Linked DNA regions of Bombyx mori: region 2 is linked to region 1. A link is a contact called in public Hi-C data. All regions are on one chromosome and are shown on one strand. Each heading gives the region's core, a stretch centred on a gene start, on an enhancer-like site or on the middle of the called end of the contact. The rest is flanking DNA. Distances are from core to core; before and after follow the strand shown.

Region 1 (5,455 bases), core at 1,862-4,361:
TTATAGATATCAATGAAAAAGCAATCGACTAGCATTGTCTTTGACCTGTCAGTATTATTTATAAAACGAACTTATACAAAGGTGATGCTGTATGTTTCTACCTATTCCTGCCATGAAGCAGTAATGCGTTTCGGTTTATATAAGCATAATAATATTATGACTTGAATTCGGTCGACAGTAAAGCAATTAGTGTATTTACTTACTTCTGTATCATTAATCAACTTATATCACAATTTGTTGTTATTGTAAATAGAATGATTGCTAAAATTCTTGATGGTTCTTTATATGAATTGATTGAACCGCATTGAACTGTACTACTGCCGTTGTACTGTACTCATATCTGAATGCAGGTGGTGGCATTTACTTTGTAGACGTCTATGAGCTCCGGTAACCACTTAACATCAGGTGGACCGTGAGCTCGTTCACTCATCGAGGCAATAAAAAAGAAGGTTCGCCATTCACGTGTTTGATCCTGCATCTAACTATGAAGTAACTTGAATGATGTATGTTTCCATGTACAGACGGGAAGGCTGGGGCGCTCGGGACCTCCACGCCGACTTCGACTCCATGTTCAACAAGTCCCGGCAGTCGATGCCGCGAGGTGAGCTCACACGTGATCACACACGCTTACCGCACGCGGGGAAAACGTGGCCGATACACAGCACTGTTCGATATTAAATACTATGCACTCGCATTATATTATGTATCTCGTATACAGTTGAAGTTGTTAGTGGAACGGGAGTTTTTTTTATTTTTATTGCCATTAAGATACCAGTTTTGACTTATAAAGCTCCGTCTAAAGTAATGCTGTACATTCTATAGTCTTTCTGAGTACCTATCAGATCAGTTTTGTTGTATCTGGATGACAATTTAGATGTTGAATTAAATCTTCTCATATATCATCTGAAAATCCAATAAGTCGATCTAAAAATGATCGGATACTTGAATAATAGAGTTATGTAATAATGTTTACTTAAAATGTTACAGGTTTAAAAAAAAATTGTTTTTTCTTACATACAGCATGTTGCTATAACGAAATAACGAATTTTTACATTTCATTTAAAAAAGTTTAGATATCATTCGAAATCCGTATTATGGATACCGTTTATAGATATTAAATGTATGCAATTATAGCACCGCAAGTACACAGCTACCTCCGCTCAGCACGGGCTGCGAGACTCACAAGAAAGCTAGCTTCTGCGACTTAAAACAAATCAATTAACTATCCATCACCCATCACGCCGCGTCCGAGCGAGCGACCATCGCCATTAAACAGGTCGCGTCGTGTATTCGCGACGTTTTCCACCGGCCAACGTTTAACAAACAATGTTTGATAATGACTAATGACTCGAAACAGTCTGTTATATACATCGTGTGTTCAGTACATTAACATTTGTCTTTTTTTTTAATTTAATTAATCAAGTAACATTGTTTTTTTTCTCTTGCATTGTAGTGTTAATTTCGTATTCAAGTTGCATTCTTTGTGCAGGTGTTGACTTTCTCCTACCCGCTAACACTAGCAGGAAAATGTTGCGTTGCTCTGAGTTATGTTATTATAAATTACAGTTTTCCGTAGCTATTTGAAATTGCATGATTAGTAAACTATACAATACAAATTTCACATATCGCATCTCCAATGACGAAATCATTTCTGTACAGTAAGCAAAAAAGTAACACTTGTTTTTTTTTTCCAAAAAAATATAGTAATAACTATAATCTCGCCAGTTCGTTGACCGATTGACAGTTAATTAATTTGTTTAGAAAGTATATATTATTATATATAAAGCATAAATTCGTAGATAGTGGATGTGGTAGCGTTCGACGTGTGCTGGGAACACGTATGGACACGTATCAGTATCGGTAGAGATCATGTCACGAGTCATACGCTATTAGCTCGGTGAGCGCTCGGGCGAACAACTTACCTGCAGCCAGACCGCGGTCTGCGGGACGGGAGGGGAGGGGTAGTACTGCCGGGTGACGGGGAGGGGTCGGGCCAGGGAGCGGGGGGTAGCGGGGCTGCGGGGAGGAGCCAGAGAAGCGGTAGTGAGGTTGTGTTGGTGTGGTTGCAGTTGGGTTGCGCGTTACACTGCATGCTCCGACCAAATCTTCACTTCACAGCGGCACCAGCGCCAACCACAAATCTACCACAAACGCCACACAGGAATAGGTACTAAACTATGTTTATTTCTCTTCATTTATGTGTTTTGTGTTGAGCACCGTGCGCCGCGTCCGTTTGCCAGAATAGAGATGCCTCTATTATGTGAAATATCGCTGAAGTCATCGTTTAGTATGCATTCTGGTAATTCACCGTTCTTTCAAAAAGCAACATTTTAATGCATTCTTTTGTGATTTGGTTTTGCCTATTTAAAGCTTCCGTTTTAATCTAATTCGACTACCTAGCATTCGGCCCTCGTAGTTAACTATTAACTTTTAACCGTTCACCGCAACGTTCACATCGACATCCTAGTGTGTCTTTATGACACGTTTCTGATCAGTAAATTTAGTTGAAATTGAATTCACGCTCATAAAATTTAAAATGTAAAAGTATCACCCCTGTAAATACATCATCCCGGCGAGCGTTCTGCATGATCGAAACGTGTGTTTTTCGATTTAAATTTCAGGTAGCACTAAGAAGTCCAACAAACACCGAACGAAGGCTCCCCAAAACGAAGAAACGACCGAAGAGAGCGGCTTAGACCTTTCGGACCTCGACTTGAGCTCGATTGAGTTTTCGGAAAAGGAGATGCGCGCGCTGTCCGGTCTCACGCCGGCGCTGTCCCGCCGTCTGCAGCGGCAACTGCTCGCCCACCTGCCGCCCGCCGCCGCGCGCTCCCTCCGCCGCACGCTCTCTCTGTCCGCACCCGCCGCGCCCGCCGCGCCGCCCACGTACGCGCGCAGCCACTCCGCCGCCGAACACGATTCCGAGACGCGACCTCCACCAGAACCAGAACCCGAACCCGAACTAGGGGAGAAGCCGGCGGACGTCGCGCGGCCCCAGTCCTCGACGTTACCGCGGCCGCGACGGCGCTCCGTGTCGCGCGAGCCCACTCCGACCAGCCCTCCCGTCGCCGACCCGGAGCCGGACTCGGGCCGCCGCGACCGCCCGCTCCTCAGCAAGTACCTGTCATTGGACGAACCTTACGCGTCGGACGGCTGCAGCATTCTGTCGGATCCGAGCTACGTGGCGGCGTACGGGCCGGCTCCGCGCCGACACTCACTCCGCCTCACTGGAGACCAGCCCCGGAAGCGATACTCTAGATTCTTACGTTCTGATTTTTTCGATTCGCCGGCGGACGAGAGCGTTTACGTTAAACATAAAAAAGAGAAAGAAATGGAGACCCAAAAAATACTTCGAGAAATTCGAGAAAAGAGGAGATCGCAAGAGGTGACGTCCCCGAAAGAAGGGTACGATTTACCAGAGGCCTCTCTTTTGTCGCGAGAAGATTCCCTCGGGTCCCGAAAAAGTCTTTCACCTATTAGCGTGCTGTCAAACAAAGACCGCAGTAGGTCCGCAACTCCATTCTTCCCCATCCTGGACAACATTAAGGAAACCGCCGCCGACGCATCGTTAACATCGAGAACGCAAATTCCGGGTGACCTTAAGCAAAAACCTCGTTTTGATGAAACTTCAATTAGTAAAGAATCGAGACTGACTAGACCCAAGAGCTATCCCATCAAAACATTAGACTCGATTGATGAGCCAGATGAACATAAGGTATCGGAGAACATAGCTAACAAACAGAATGAAAGTGTAGATCGAACCGCTTCTAAAGAATCTAAACTTATCAGACCAAAGAGCTACCCCGCCGGCAGCCCGTCTCCCGAGAAAGTGTACATTAGTCGTAATTTAAAAAAAGACGAAACGAAAACTGTGAAGGACGAAGCACCTGCTGATTTGAAATCTGATGTGGAAGTCAGTTTTAGTATAACTTTGCCTAAAAAGGTAAAAACTGATCCTTCGACAAAGACAGAATCGGTCAGTAACAAACCTTTACAAATGAACGTTAACGCTGATGGTAAAGGGGCCACAACAGACGCGGCAAGTAGCCTGATTATAAAGAAGTATCAGGTAGTCAAGGAAGATAACGTTATTAATCCTGAAAGCAATGATAAAAAAGTGAAAAATGGCACTATTGTACCCAACGCCAGTTCAAATGAAGTTGCTGTTAAATTAGAAGATATAATCAAAAATAAATCATCGAACAATGTCCAAAAGGGGGACTCTAATAAATCGATTGAAAGTGATTCCGGTGAAAAGAAAACTACCACGAAGAAAAAGATAATACGGAAAGTTTCTTCGAAAACAAAGACTGATATTGCAAACAGCCAAGACACGGGTGAAGCTAAAACGACTACCGAAAAGAAAAAAGTTACCAAAAAAGTAAAAGAAAAATCTGATGAGGATTCCGTGAAAACCACTATTCCTAAGAAAAAATCTGTTCTGCAATCAATAGGTCATAAACTAGAGAAACTGACCACAAACAAATCTAGTTCTCCCGAGAAAACGGCGGACACCACTACAGCCAGTGATAAATTAAATCGTACAAAATTAAGTAGATTGCAACGAGAGCAGTCTGTGCCCGTGAGTGCCGAGCCTCCCAATGAATCCAACCTCATTAAAAGAGCAGTTACTTTGACCGATGTAGCGGCTTTAGACAGTCCAAATACAAATAACAAAACGACAGTCTCCAAGGTTTTGGGTCTGTTTAAAAAGTTCGAATCCAAAGATAAAACAAAACTTTTGGAATCATCGCAAAACAAAAAGTTGTTCGAAATTGATGAAAACGGTCACAATAACGACTCATTGAGTTCAACAGTCTCTGAAGCTATCGACAAACCGCGCCGGCCGACTTCCTTACTTCTGAACGGTCTGGGTCGCAAGAATAAATGTGTTCGAACGTCCAGCGACAGTGTTACTGCGCTGCCAACCGAAGACGACGATCAAACTGTACTTAAAAAAGAATACGACCCCAAACACAGAAACAGTTTAAAATTAGATTTCTCCAGATTGCCAAGAGTTAAAAAAATAGTTCCTACCAATCCTGTGATAGAACCGCAAATAATCAATTTTTCCTCGAACGACAACGAAACTGAGAAAAAGGATGCACATATGAAATACAACCTTCTCAACAAAGAGATTAGCACAAACGTTGACAACGCCAACACACTGAGCCGCAGTCGATCGAGAAGCAGGTCAACGGTTTCAAACTCTGATATTAAATCTGACAATAGCGGCGATATTAAATCGATATCCAAAAATCCAGCATCGCCCTCCGACAATAACACATCTTCTGTCCATCCGCTGCGTAGTACGGAATCTGTAACGCCAGAAACCGAGGACATCGTCGATAGAATACGACGAAAGAGTTTTTATTCGAGATTCAATGAAAAGAAGCAACGACGAAAAAGTAGTTTGGTCGGGCCCGGAGCCGCCGAGTACGATCCGATCGCTCGG
Region 2 (5,455 bases), core at 1,215-3,714, 700 kb before region 1:
AGATTACACATTCATATACAATGATTACATAGGGCAGCGTGCGTTGAGATTTAGTTTAGACAGTCAATAATTGTGAAAATTATTAAACTTTATTTGATGATGATTTTTAACATAAATCAGTTGTAAGTGATAAATGTTAGCAGCGCCATCTAGATGGGCTTCCGATATTTTGCCGATCGAGAGACATACCCCTGTTTACAACGCCTCAACGCACAGTTAACACTGTGGTATGTGGGGAATGTAAAACTTCACGTCTATATAAATCTAGTACCGATACGTATCTTAAGGAAGCGTCAGAACGCTACTTCGACAAAGCGGCGCGACACGAAACCCCTCTTATTGTTGCTGCGAATAACATAACCGACCGCGACGCGGCATCGCAAAGCTGCCAGCGCCCGAAACATGTCTTGTCGGATCCCCCGGATTTAGGTCCCTCAAGCGCCGGTCAAGAAGTTTGACGAGCAAAATAGCCCATAGCCCACTGAGTTTCTCGTCAGATCTTCTCAGTGGGTTACGATTTCGATCCGGTGCTAGATTCTGCGAAGCACTGCTTTTTCTAGGGCTAGTGTTAGCAAATTCTTTCAGGTTGCGGTCGTGAGCTCACCTACGTAGCCGTAGCTCACCGGGCGTAGCTGGAATAAGCTCTTAGGCTACCAGCGAATAAGTAGGGAAAAAATAAAGCACAGTCAGATGTTTTATAAAAGTAGTGATAACATAATCGTTTTGCTTTAATTAAAACCGCCTCCTATAAGTAGTCTGTTATCGCGTAACAATAACATTCAGCTTATTGATGTTTTCAACGTTTACAACTAGAGACCACGATCGAAAATCAATTTGATTTCCAGAATCGCAGAGACGATACCCCATTATTATTAATTAAGTAAATAGTTTTATACAGAATATAAATACGCACCCTGTGTCTCGTAGTCCTTTGGCCAGGCCTTGCCGAGCAGCTCGTAGGCCGCCTCCTTGAGCTCGGACAACTGTTCGCGTCGCTGCCTCACGCCCTCTATGTCGTCGTCGTCCGAATCTTTACCCACCGACGATTCGTCCTACGAATACGATAAAATACTTACAACCCTATTCGGATGAATTTAGGGATTCCTATTTTGTCGTTAAATTAATATTGTATTGGATTCTTTTATATGGAACTCTCTTGACATTTTTCTATTCAGTAGACGTCATTCGCGACTTGATATTAAGGGATCACCGAAAATTATAAATTTCATATTGGCACGAGTATTATACTACATAACTGACCACCACCATTTCAATCTAAGCAAAGATCAATATTTCTTAGGCTGTACTGAACACATCCCTTGACGTTCTCATGTCTGTGACATTGGCATTTAATAACGGCCCACCTGATAGTGATCGGTTACCATCGCCCATGGACATTAGCAATGCCAGGAACAGAACCAACCTGCTGCCTACCGTTAAGTACTCTCCACAAGCTTCGTTTGAAAAAGGACATGTCTTTTTTTTTATCCTACGTATTCTAGTCACATCGAAGGGTCATGCTAAATTCACCGGACGAGTAGGTCAGCTCACGGGGCTTTAACCAAAGGACGTTGCTAACACTAGCTCTCGCAAGGGTAGTGCTTCGCAGAATCTACCACCGGATCGGAAACGCGACCCACTGAGAAGATCCGGCGAGAAACACAGTGGGCTGTGTCTATGGGTCGGTATTGTAACGTCATGTCAGCTCACCTTGGAGAGTATAACTTTAACAATCTCATAGACTTGACTGAACCGATCGCAGTGCACGACGGAGAGCGCTTCGCCCAGCGCCGTGATGGCGTGCTTCTTGTACACCATGTCCTGCTTGCGGCACTCCGCCAGCAGCGCGTTCACGCACTCGTTGGCCAGCGCCGGAGATAATGGAGATTCCTTGTCTTTTATCCTGGGAAATTAACCAATTCTTATATATATTTTATATATATATAATTCTACTGTACGTGTGGATTCCACTGAACTCTTCCTAAACGGCTGGACCGATATGAATGAATTTTTTGTATGCGTTTTGGTGGCACCTTGTATGGTTTAGATTCATTCACAAATCAGCCCGGCAGATGGCGCTACAGTCGGTATCTAGGTTATTTATCTATGCTGCAACTAAACGGCTGGATCGACTCGAATGAATTTTTGTGTATGGATTCATTCATTCATTCATTCATTCATTCATTCATTCGTTTTGTGTATGCAGGACAACGTCTGTAGGGTCCGTTAATATACCGTTAATAATAGATATGCCAGTGGTGTTCATTCGTATCTATATAGAGATAGATATATAGAAATATATCTGGTCTGAATGAATACTACTGATATGTCTGGTCTGAATGAACACCACTAGTATATCTGGCCTGAATGAATACCACTGATATGTCTGGTATAGTATGGTCTGCATGAACTAAGAGGAGCATCACGGGAGCTACTCACGCGCACAGTGCGGCGAGCGCCTGCACCACGTTGTGCTTGCCGCTGTAGGTCTTGCCGTGTATGGCGGCCAGCAGCGAGCGCACGAACTGCTCCCTCTGCTCGCCCAGCCCCGCCGACAGCACCTTGCATATTGTCTTTATGGCGTTCGCCGCCTGCCGAGACAACGACGCTCCTGTTACTCGGGCTTGAATACAAACAACTTAAACTAACTATTGTTTTAAAAAATGTATTTGGTTATAGGTGATTATATTAAAAACGCGACAAACCAAGCGACATAACCCATCGTCAAATTTTCTGATAAAATGTAGTATACAGTAGGCGCGCGAGTTCATGTCCATCCTGAGGAGTGCGGTAGTGCTGTGACCTAGTTAATTAAGGTAATGTCGATAATAACCACCGATTTAGTCAACAGCTGTCAATTTGGTTTAATGTAACTTAAGATAATTTTGCAATTTAAGAAATAAAATAAATGTCATAACTAATTACTTGTTTATTTCTAGTAGTTTTTTTTTTTAATTCCAATTCAATCACTTTCAAATGAAAAGACCACCGACAGATCAGAGTCGGAATCAGTATGTATATTTTTTTCAGTAGGTTTTTTTCTATCTGAACTTGTTGGAAGCGGAGTAGTCATGGTTAAATAACACAATAGCGTTAGCGTAAATTTTCGATATCGATAAGCGTGCGTCACAACCGTCAAGGACAACACTCGACGTCAGACAGCTGCGGGGAGGCGGGCGAAGATGGGGCGAGCGCGTCGCCTCTGACCCCGATGGACATGACCTTGCGCGTACAGTAGTTAGTTATCTTTGTACCTAGTCAGGTCATAAGTATTGTCACACAGTAAAAACTTTTATTTTAGAATGCTGGCCACAAAAAAGTTTATTGAATTCGAATTTCGAATTGTTCATGAAAATAAAAATGTATACTTTTAGAATTTTACTCATTTTTAAATATGGAGTGGACGCTTAAAAAAGACCGTGTTGCAGTTATTGCGTTGCATCGTTGCGGTTACGCGCCAATTCAAATGTTTAACATACTGAAAAATTTGAATATAACCAAAAGATTCGTTTATCGTACCATCAAACGATACAATGAAAACTCTAGTGTAGATGACAGGTCAAGAAGTGGTCGCCCTCGGTCTGTTAGGACTCCAGCAGTGATAAAAGCTGTGAAGGCGCGAATTCAAATAAATCCCAAACGTAAGCAGAAACTGTTGGCCCTTCAGATGGGGTTAAGCAGAACTACGGTGAAAAGGGTGTTAAATAAAGACTTAGGGCTTCGGGCATATCGAAGAAAAACAGGACATCGTTTGAATGCTCGTCTAATGGACCTGAGACTGAAGAGATGCCGCGCTTTGTTGAAGCGGTACGCGGGAAAAAAATATCGGGAAATTCTTTTTTCGGATGAAAAAATTTTTACCGTAGAAGAGAGCTACAACAAACAAAATGATAAGGTGTACGCACACAGTAGTGAAGACGCGAGCAACCGTATTCCGCGTGTCCAACGAGGTCATTTTCCATCCTCGCTCATGGTATGGTTGGGAGTTTCTTATTGGGGCTCAACAGAGGTACATTTTTGTGAGAAAGGTGTAAAAACGAATGCAGTTGTGTATCAAAATACAGTCCTGACGAACCTTGTGGAACCTGTTTCTCATACCATGTTCAATAACAGGCACTGGGTATTCCAACAAGATTCGGCGCCAGCTCATAGAGCGAAGAGCACACATGACTGGCTGGCGGCGCGTGAAATCGACTTCATCTGGCACGAAGACTGGCCCTCCTCCAGTCCAGATTTGAATCCGTTACATTACAAGATATGGCAACACTTGGAGGAAAAGGCGTGCTCAAAGCCTCATCCCAATTTGGAGATCACTCAAGACATCCTTGATTAAGGCAGCCGCCGATATTGACATGGACCTCGTTCGTGCTGCGATAGACGACTGGCCGCGCAGATTGAAGGCCTGTATTCAAAATCACGGAGGTCATTTTGAATAAACTTTAGTGTCATAAGAATCTATGTTTTGTTAAGTTCATTTTGGTATATGAATGGTTACATAATGAATAAACTTGTTTCAATTATTTTACATTAAACATGTGACAGAATTTATGACCTGACTAGGTATATTACAATAACAAAATAGTTTATGATATTAATATGAAATGAATTCAACAACAATAAAACAAAATTGTAAATACTATTATGGCGGTGATGTTTTAAATGACCTGTATCTTCTTGGTCCAGCTGCTCAGGTTGAGAGCCCGCTCTATCTCAGTGCGTATGAGGGGCAGATGCTGTTTGATGCCGGTCTCTCGGCCCGGGCTGATGTCCATCCATAGGTCTTCGAATATCTCCGCTGTCGAGGGACAGATTACATTTAGATATTAGATCAGAAGCCATGTTAATAATAATTTTAGGGATGAGAGTACTTCAAATTTAGATTTAATAAAACAAGCCCCTGTAAACTGTCATCATCCGGCCTGGTTGTCTGGAAGCAGTCAAATGATCTTTTTTTTCGGAGGGAGGGAGGGATGACTGGTTCCAGTTTCACCAGGACAGAGGGGCCCTGGCTGAGCCCTTGCTCGCCCACCTGCCCTGGTAACACTGGAAAGGCTTCCGGGCCTCCAGTAATTCGGTCATAATAAAATGGCACGAACTCAGCTGGGAGGGGCGGGGGTAGATGTCTATAACAACTTAACATCTAGTTGGTTGTGACCTCGTCGACCTTATTACGCCACTTGGACGGCGTAACGCCTCTCGCGCATGCAGTCACAGAGACAGCGCACATGCTTTGTTCTCAATATTTCTAAACATCACTTTCTTTTTATTGCTTAGTTTGTTGACCTCACGGCCAACCTGATGTTAAGTGGTTACCTGAGCCCATAGACATCAACAACATAAATGCCGTTACCCATCCTGAGACATGAGTTTTAAGTCTCAGGTCTGTCCCACGTGAGACGATGCGTACCCGTGCGGGCTTACAAGACGTCCTATCACCGGTAAAATATGTTTTAAG

The links. A called contact is a pair of places that touch in the nucleus more often than the background predicts.
Region 2: a Hi-C map of whole pupa shows a contact between it and region 1, with 2.6 times the contacts expected there. The contact joins two enhancer-like sites. A contact is called at or near these places in 2 of 7 Hi-C or Micro-C datasets (posterior silk gland and whole pupa).

The regions. Positions count from the first base shown.
Region 1 is chr22:12,785,852-12,791,306 of ASM3026992v2, reverse strand. LOC101741298 (treacle protein) reads left to right here. Exons shown (of 27, transcript XM_062675015.1): 25 at 522-601; 26 at 2,622-5,455. Among protein-coding and RNA genes, the nearest start is that of LOC101739960, 18 kb to the right of the region's middle. Within about 2 kb of position 3,111, at least 3 of the 8 cell types and tissues checked have open chromatin away from gene starts, as enhancers often do.
Region 2 is chr22:13,489,045-13,494,499 of ASM3026992v2, reverse strand. LOC101744844 (proteasome adapter and scaffold protein ECM29) reads right to left here. Exons shown (of 38, transcript XM_062675022.1): 31 at 4,665-4,795; 32 at 2,440-2,591; 33 at 1,711-1,903; 34 at 914-1,052. Among protein-coding and RNA genes, the nearest start is that of LOC101743503, 25 kb to the left of the region's middle. Within about 2 kb of position 2,464, at least 2 of the 8 cell types and tissues checked have open chromatin away from gene starts, as enhancers often do.